2 separate regions of the Zea mays genome follow, and region 2 is linked to region 1. The links are chromatin contacts, called in public Hi-C maps. All regions are on one chromosome and are shown on one strand. Each heading gives the region's core, a stretch centred on a gene start, on an enhancer-like site or on the middle of the called end of the contact. The rest is flanking DNA. Distances are from core to core; before and after follow the strand shown.

The links. Hi-C and Micro-C count contacts between places; a contact is called where the count stands out from the background.
Region 2: a contact with region 1 is called in a Hi-C map of leaf, with 4 times the contacts expected there. The contact joins the promoter of LOC103630228 here to the promoter of LOC103630225 in region 1. A contact is called at or near these places in 3 of 25 Hi-C or Micro-C datasets (ear, leaf and tassel).

The regions. Positions count from the first base shown.
Region 1 is chr6:149,223,645-149,226,871 of Zm-B73-REFERENCE-NAM-5.0, forward strand. It overlaps LOC103630225 (putative E3 ubiquitin-protein ligase LIN-1), which reads left to right and starts at 1,319. Exons shown (of 17, transcript XM_008651295.4): 1 at 1,319-2,231. The coding sequence starts at 1,558. It overlaps LOC103630224 (a long non-coding RNA gene), which reads right to left. Exons shown (of 4, transcript XR_002262876.3): 4 at 2,563-3,227.
Region 2 is chr6:149,410,156-149,413,850 of Zm-B73-REFERENCE-NAM-5.0, forward strand. LOC103630228 (protein SENESCENCE-ASSOCIATED GENE 21, mitochondrial) reads left to right here and starts at 2,372. Exons shown (of 1, transcript XM_008651300.4): 1 at 2,372-3,076. The coding sequence starts at 2,509. The coding sequence ends at 2,790.

The DNA of each region.
Region 1 (3,227 bases), core at 69-2,568:
CAACATGCAATGTGCCTTAGATATGATAGTCTGTTCCAACGCTCAGTTATGCCATTCTGTTGAGCATATAAGAAATTGTGTAGTGCCTAACCATTTTAAAATTGCCTCTATACCAAACATATATAGATAATTTTTTTGTGGGGTTCATGATTTTGTCTAACATGTTTTTTTATTCTTAAAAAAAATTACACCAAACTAAAACTGTAGTTTTAGGGGTGTTTGAATGCACTAGAGTTAATAGTTGGTTGACTAAAAAATTGCTAGTGAAATTAGCTAGCTAACTGTTAGCTAATTTGCTGAAAGTAGTTAATGGTTAAACTAGCTGTTTGATTTAGCTGCTAATTATTAGCTCTAGTGCATTCAAACACACATTTAGTCTAAGAAAACATTTGTAATAACAATCGCTTGTCCCGTGCATATGGCTATGTTTGGCATAATTTATTTTCTCTTCAAAGGTTTAAGCAGAAGATATATCAAACAAGTAGTTTTTGCAGCAGGCGGCGGCTTATCATTTCAGCTGCAGAATAAACTAAAAGCAGTCAATAAAGAGAAACTGATTTTTATTGATTTTTCAGATAAGCTGTTTTTCTAATGAGCAAGAGTTGTGTCAACAGGACCATAAACGGAAGACATATGGCTTTTATGTTCCTACATTTTTCTCCCACAACTTTTGTCTCGGGCTGAGGGAAGTAATAAACCCCCACTTCTCATTGAATGCCTTAGATTTAGTAGTATTATTATTAATGCCTTCACAACGCTCAGACACTCACGCCTAGAGATGGCAATGGGGACCCGATCCCCGATTCCCCGCGGAGAATTCCTCTATTAGGGGATGGGGACGGGGGAGTTCCTTCCCCCACGGGGATGTAAATGGGGGAAAATTCTCCCCCGACGGGTAAACGGGGACGGGGATGGGGAAGCATTCCCCATCCCCGTTCCCTGCGGGGACCCGTTAAACTTACATGTGACAATGTTTTCATGTAATAGTTAATGATAAAAATACAGAATTACCTTGTCAGGAGATCACTCATTGTACAAATACATTGATTTTAATGCATACATAATGATTTTTACATCTAACAATGTGTATAAGTGACAATGTTTTACATTAATAATAAATGAAGTATGATTTAATTATAATTTAAATGGGGATGGGGATACCCGACGGGGATTTATCCCCGCGGGGAACGGGGATGGGGAAGAAATGTCCCCCGCAAGCATTCGTGGGGATCCCCATGGGGAAATTTTTTCGTCGCGGGGACGGGTTTGGGGAGCTAAAACCCGACGGGGAATTCCCCGTTGCCATCCCTACTCACGCCTCACGGACGGGAAGATGTATAACCTCCCAAATCTCTCTCTATCTCTCTCTACTACTAGCTTGCTCCATGAAGTCAAGAGAGGACGGACAGGGACCAGTCGCTCCCCATACCAGACCAAGATTGGCATGAGCCACTGCAACCAGGCTTCACCCACGGCACCACATCCTCCTGTTCCTGGTGGTGGTGATTGGTGACGACGAAAGAGCTTGCTTCTAAGCACCGGCATTGCGGCGACACAATGCCGACGGCGCCAGCGGCGGTGCTGCCGCGCACTTGCATGGACTCCCTCATCGCCTTCCTCCACCACCACCTGCGCGCGCTCCTCGCCGACCCCGCCGCGCTCCACGCCACGCGCCGCCGCTGTCTCGCTCTGCTCACGCCCCCACGGCGGCACCATTGTCGTAAAAACCTCTCCGGAGCGCAGGAGGAGGAGGAGAACGAAGACGACGCCGTCCTCGCCGCGCTCCACGGCTCCATCGACGCGCTCCTCCCGTCCCCCGTCGACGGCGCGGCGGCCGTCTGCCTGGCGGGCGTCGAGGAGGCGCTGCAGGCCCCCGCGCTGCTGCCGGAGCACGGCGAGACGGCGGGGCTGGACAACCGCCGCGTCGCCGCGTGCGCCTACTTCTACCTCGCGCTCGTGCGGTGCGCCCAGGGGGACGCGTGGCAGATGTCCATGGACCTCCTGCAGGCCGTCGCCGTGTGCCCAGCCGCGGTGGCCGCTGGCCGCGAGGACGGCGCCCGCCGCGCCGGGCTCGCGCCACGCGCGCTCTGGGAGGGGCTGTTCGACGACGGCGTGCTCGCCAGGGCCGGCGGCGCCGGCGAAGAGGACGCGGCGCGGCGCGCGGCCAGGCGTTACAAGGACTGGCTCATGTACTACAAGGTGGTGGCCGCCGCGCCGGAGCAAAATGGCGGGTGAGTAAGAACAGAACAGGGAACTACTTTACCGCGGCAGTTATAACGGCATGCTCCACTTGTGAGTGACGCCGTCGCTGCATGGGCATGGCACGCTCATCAGGCCACTGGAAATTGAAAAGGGATGACTTTTCATGACAGGCCGCAATGATTATTATTGTGATGTGCTGAAGAGGGCTGTTAAAGTTTTTTTTTTCTTGCTATGCATGCCTTTTCTCCATCTCCATGTCACCTTTTTTTTTAGGCCCTTTTCTCCATGCTGATTTCCCACCATGGTTTTTCAAGCAAAAAAACAAATGATATTTTTTTATACATATGAAGGTCGTCGATGTGTTTTGCTGATAATATAGAAAATATTGCAATAAAACCTTAAAGGCTGCAAAATCTCAATTTATGAGCAAGAGCTACACTAATTCCTTAATCCAAACCAAAACAAGAGATGCCCTTTTTCCTTGAATGCTTAATTCTCGTTTTCTGAAACAGAAAAAAGGAAATATCTTTGCATAGTCCATGTGAAGCGAAAGTCCGCACATTCCAGAGAGTCCAATTAGGCAAAATAGGAAAGATCGGCGCTCTCTCTTTTCCAAAAGGGAAGCTAAAGGCAAAATGCCACACACCTTTTTGGCCAATGTTATCTTCACATTCCCTGGGCTCATACCCCTGAAGCAAAGCAAAGCAAAGCAAAGCCGGGGGAGCAAACATTCTCCACTTCCGGCTTGAGACAAGCATGTACACTAAACCATCCTGGTCCACTGCAGATGCCTGCCTGCCTGCAGAATGATAGCACCATCTAGAGAGATCATCTTCAGTCCTGCTGCATTGCCTACTGCTATGTATATAGTTTAAATAGCCAATAGGTGAAATCATGCTGTCAGTGTAGTTGCTACATTGTCAGTACTCAATACACCCTGTCTATAGTAGTGCTTGCTAGTTGCTGCTACTATCTGTAGGCATATAGAAAAGAAAGGCACACAGTTGTGTGACTCTAAGAACTCT
Region 2 (3,695 bases), core at 1,122-3,621, 190 kb after region 1:
ATAATTTAAAGTAAGAATAAAGCTAATTAACAAGAGATTGTATATTTTATCCATCTCATTTTAAATCATGTGTATTAATTAACAAGATATTGTATACTTTATAAATTATGTGTATTAATTAACTAGTTCACTAGTAGTGTACATGAAGTCTAAAATTTTGCAGGGAAACATGATTTCAAATACTGCGAAACACTTCAAAAATTTAAAACTGATTTTAGGGGCGATTCGGTTTTACCATAACCACACAGGTAAATATATTTTTAGGGTTGGTTTGTTTAATCCAACAACTCTTTAAAATATGCCTTCAAAAGTGGTTGTATTGCTAGAGTTGTTAGAAAACAAATTTTAAGGATGGTTGCGATGCAACAACTACCACTGCAAAATTAGTTTAAAGAGGCAATTGGCGTACGAAACCGCCGCTGAAATTTTGATTTTTAAGGACGGTTCTCTTGTTGCAACCGCCCCCCTGAAAATATCATTTTTGACTGCATAGATATTAACAAAACCATCCCTAAGAATACTTTTTATGAATGATTAGAGCATCTTCACCAGTTCCGGTAAAAGTCCATAAATTTAATTTAGAGTGTTATTAATCAGAGAACATGCTCCAATAGTTTCTTAAATGAGGTCCACAAATATACTAATTTTTAATATCCTTATTTAGTCCACAGATTTAGGAATGTGTTTGGCACGCCCAGTAACTCATTTCATGTGTCAATCGCACTATAAAATCATATATCTACCATCGAGTTCGCGCTCGGTACAAGTAATGTACTTTGAATAATTTGAGCTACGGAAATGATAAATTCATCATCCCTGTTTGACAAGTCTAAAGATGACATCCAAAAAATTAAATAAAAATGAGCGACCGTGATTCATGCTAAATGAAAATAGTAATCAACAGAGAAGACTAATTATTGAACTTTATTACACAAATGAAACCAAATTTAAAGGTGCAAGTAATAAGTAATATATATTTAGCAACTTGCTAAATCTGAGCATTTTTTTTAGGGAACTAATGAAGATGCTCTTAAATGCTTGACACTATAATCTTAATATCATTATAGTCGATAGAATAATAGTGTGTTTTAATCGACACTGAAAATCCCTTTTGACCCTCCCTTAGTAAACATATTATGTGTACTAGTTAGGTGGCCGCATATTGCTACGCTTTTTTATATATTATATATAGGTAAACTTTTGTATAACATGAATCAGCAGAGGATCGCTTTGTTCCCTTCTCCTCTCTAAGCTGATCGACTAGAGTTTGATTCAGTCGTAGCTTCTTCCCTGGGCGCGTAGGAGGGGTGCGAGCACGAAGATTTTTCTACTATCGGTTCCTTCTCTAACCACAAACGCCATGCTTAGCTAGCTGAGCAAGTTAGGAGGACCAAAGGAGAGATGAAGATTAAAGAAATTGCTTTGGGGTTGTTGGATACTCTTTGGAGTTTGGATGACTGAAAAGGATGAACTGATTAAATTGGCAGTAGCAGTAAACCATAGCAGCTACATTGGACCTCAATCCCTTGTTGCAACACCTCTCTCTCTCTTACTTTTCTGGACCGGAAGACAAGCGTGGCTCATGTATGAGTCTGAAGCCCAACACAGATAGTTTGTATCCTCCTCGATTCAATTTTTAGCTAGCTAAATGTTCAACTAAGGACTTGTTTGAAAGCGTCCGGTTTTCAAGAAACTAGTTTATGAAAATTGAGGTGGTTCTAAATATAATAGTTTATGCTTTAGTTTATAGAAATTAGATTTACAGTTTCTTAAAAACTAAAAAACTGACCTCTTCTAAATAAGAGATAAAAACCAGTTTCTTAAAAATCGAGTTGCTTTGACCTAACTTCTCCTATAAGATGAGCACAGAGCCTTAGCTCGGTTGGTCCGTTCTCCGGTGGCAGAACGACAGGTCCTAGGTTCGAGCTTCACTCGTCTCAAGATTTCCCGATTGAGGGTTTTATTCTCTCTAATAATATTTCAGTGGTGTTGCCTCAGCGCAGAGCACACCAGTGAAATAGTAAGGAGCTGTTTGGTTCGCTGCCTAATTTGTCACACAAACAAAAAAACCCTAAATCATTCAGCTTTCACGAAATGAAATAAAAAAACTCTTTGGGCCGTTGATATCTGGAAGGCCCATCTAAGGAGAAGGCCTATTCCCACGAAATAGTAGACGGCGGTGAAGGGATATGTTCCATCATCATGCTCTTTCCTTCCTAAAAACAGAAGAAACCCCGCTATGCATGTGACAAAACGTGCCTTCCGGCAAGTTCTGACAACCTCCCATTGCCATTGCTCATTATTAGGTTCTATCCCCTTTTTTTTTTGTTGCTTCTATATATATATAGTAAGAGTATTATAGTATTAGCGTGTGCTCTTGGGTCGTCGTCGTGGGCCTTCATTTCTCCTAGAAGGTCGAGAGGAGAAGAAGGCGAGACGTGCAGTCCGTCGGGCACCGATCGAGAACAGGGAACCGATCAAGTCGTACGTCGTCAGCATCACGACCGGATGGCGCGTGCCGCGTCCAGCTATGTATCCAGGAGGGGGCTCTCCGCAGCGATGACGGTGGCGGCGGAGTCCGTGAAGAAGGTGGAGGAGAAGGCGGTGAAGCTGGGCACGGTGGCCAAGGACATCGCCAGCGCCATGGCCACCACGACGGAGGAGAAGACGGCGTTCTGGGAACCTGACCCCGAGACCGGATACTACCGTCCGGTCACCGGCACGAAGGAGGTGGACGCCGCCGACCTGCGCGCCGAGATGCTCAAGCGGAGGATTCTGCAGGACGACTGATGCATGCAGCATGCACTAGCTGCCCCTGTTCGATCGCCAAGATCACACCACGACGAAGATACTGTACCTAGTAGTACGTACGTACGTGTACACCTGATTATCCGAAGAAGATGGCCAGCCGATTATTAACCATTGGCTATCTTCGATCGGGGCCAATTTCAGAAGGAATTTCCTTTACTTTCTGTAGCAAATGATCGGGTTCCTGCACAGTTCATCAGGAATTCCATTGTATGCTCGTGTTGGTATATATACGTACGATGGGGTACCATTCTGGTCACCATAAAAATCTCATGACAATATGCTAGAATTATAGGCATTTTCCATATCATTTTAATTCCATAAATTAACATTATGACGATGACATATAAAAGATAATTAACTATAGAAATCATTGTCGGGTACCGTAATTAGGGGTACCCCTAATACTCCTAAACGCGGCCGAAAAACATCTTCAGAATAAACCATACACGGCTGATAAAGCACGGTTCAAGTCAAGGTCACATTTACCGAGGGACGCGACCTCATCCGAGCCCAGCCTCGGCCTCGGGCGGGAACAGTAGTCCCGGACGGATTCACGCCTCGCCCGAGGGTCCCCTCAGGCGATGAGCTAGCGCACCCTCGGCTCGCCTGAAGCCTAGCTTCGACAGACTTTGTCGTGCAGCGACCTTGGCCAAATCGCCTTACCAGCCGACCGTATCGCATGCGCATTTAATGCGGGGATCGCCTGACACCTTATCCCGACACGCGTGCCTCAGTCGGCAAGGTCGAAGTGACCGCAGTCACTTCGACCCTTTACTGACCGATCTGACAGGAAAACAGCGTTGTTCGCCCCGCTCCGGCTACTGTGCCAACCACCAGGATAAAACGGAGTCACGATCTTCCACGAGTTTGGCCTCGGGCACAAC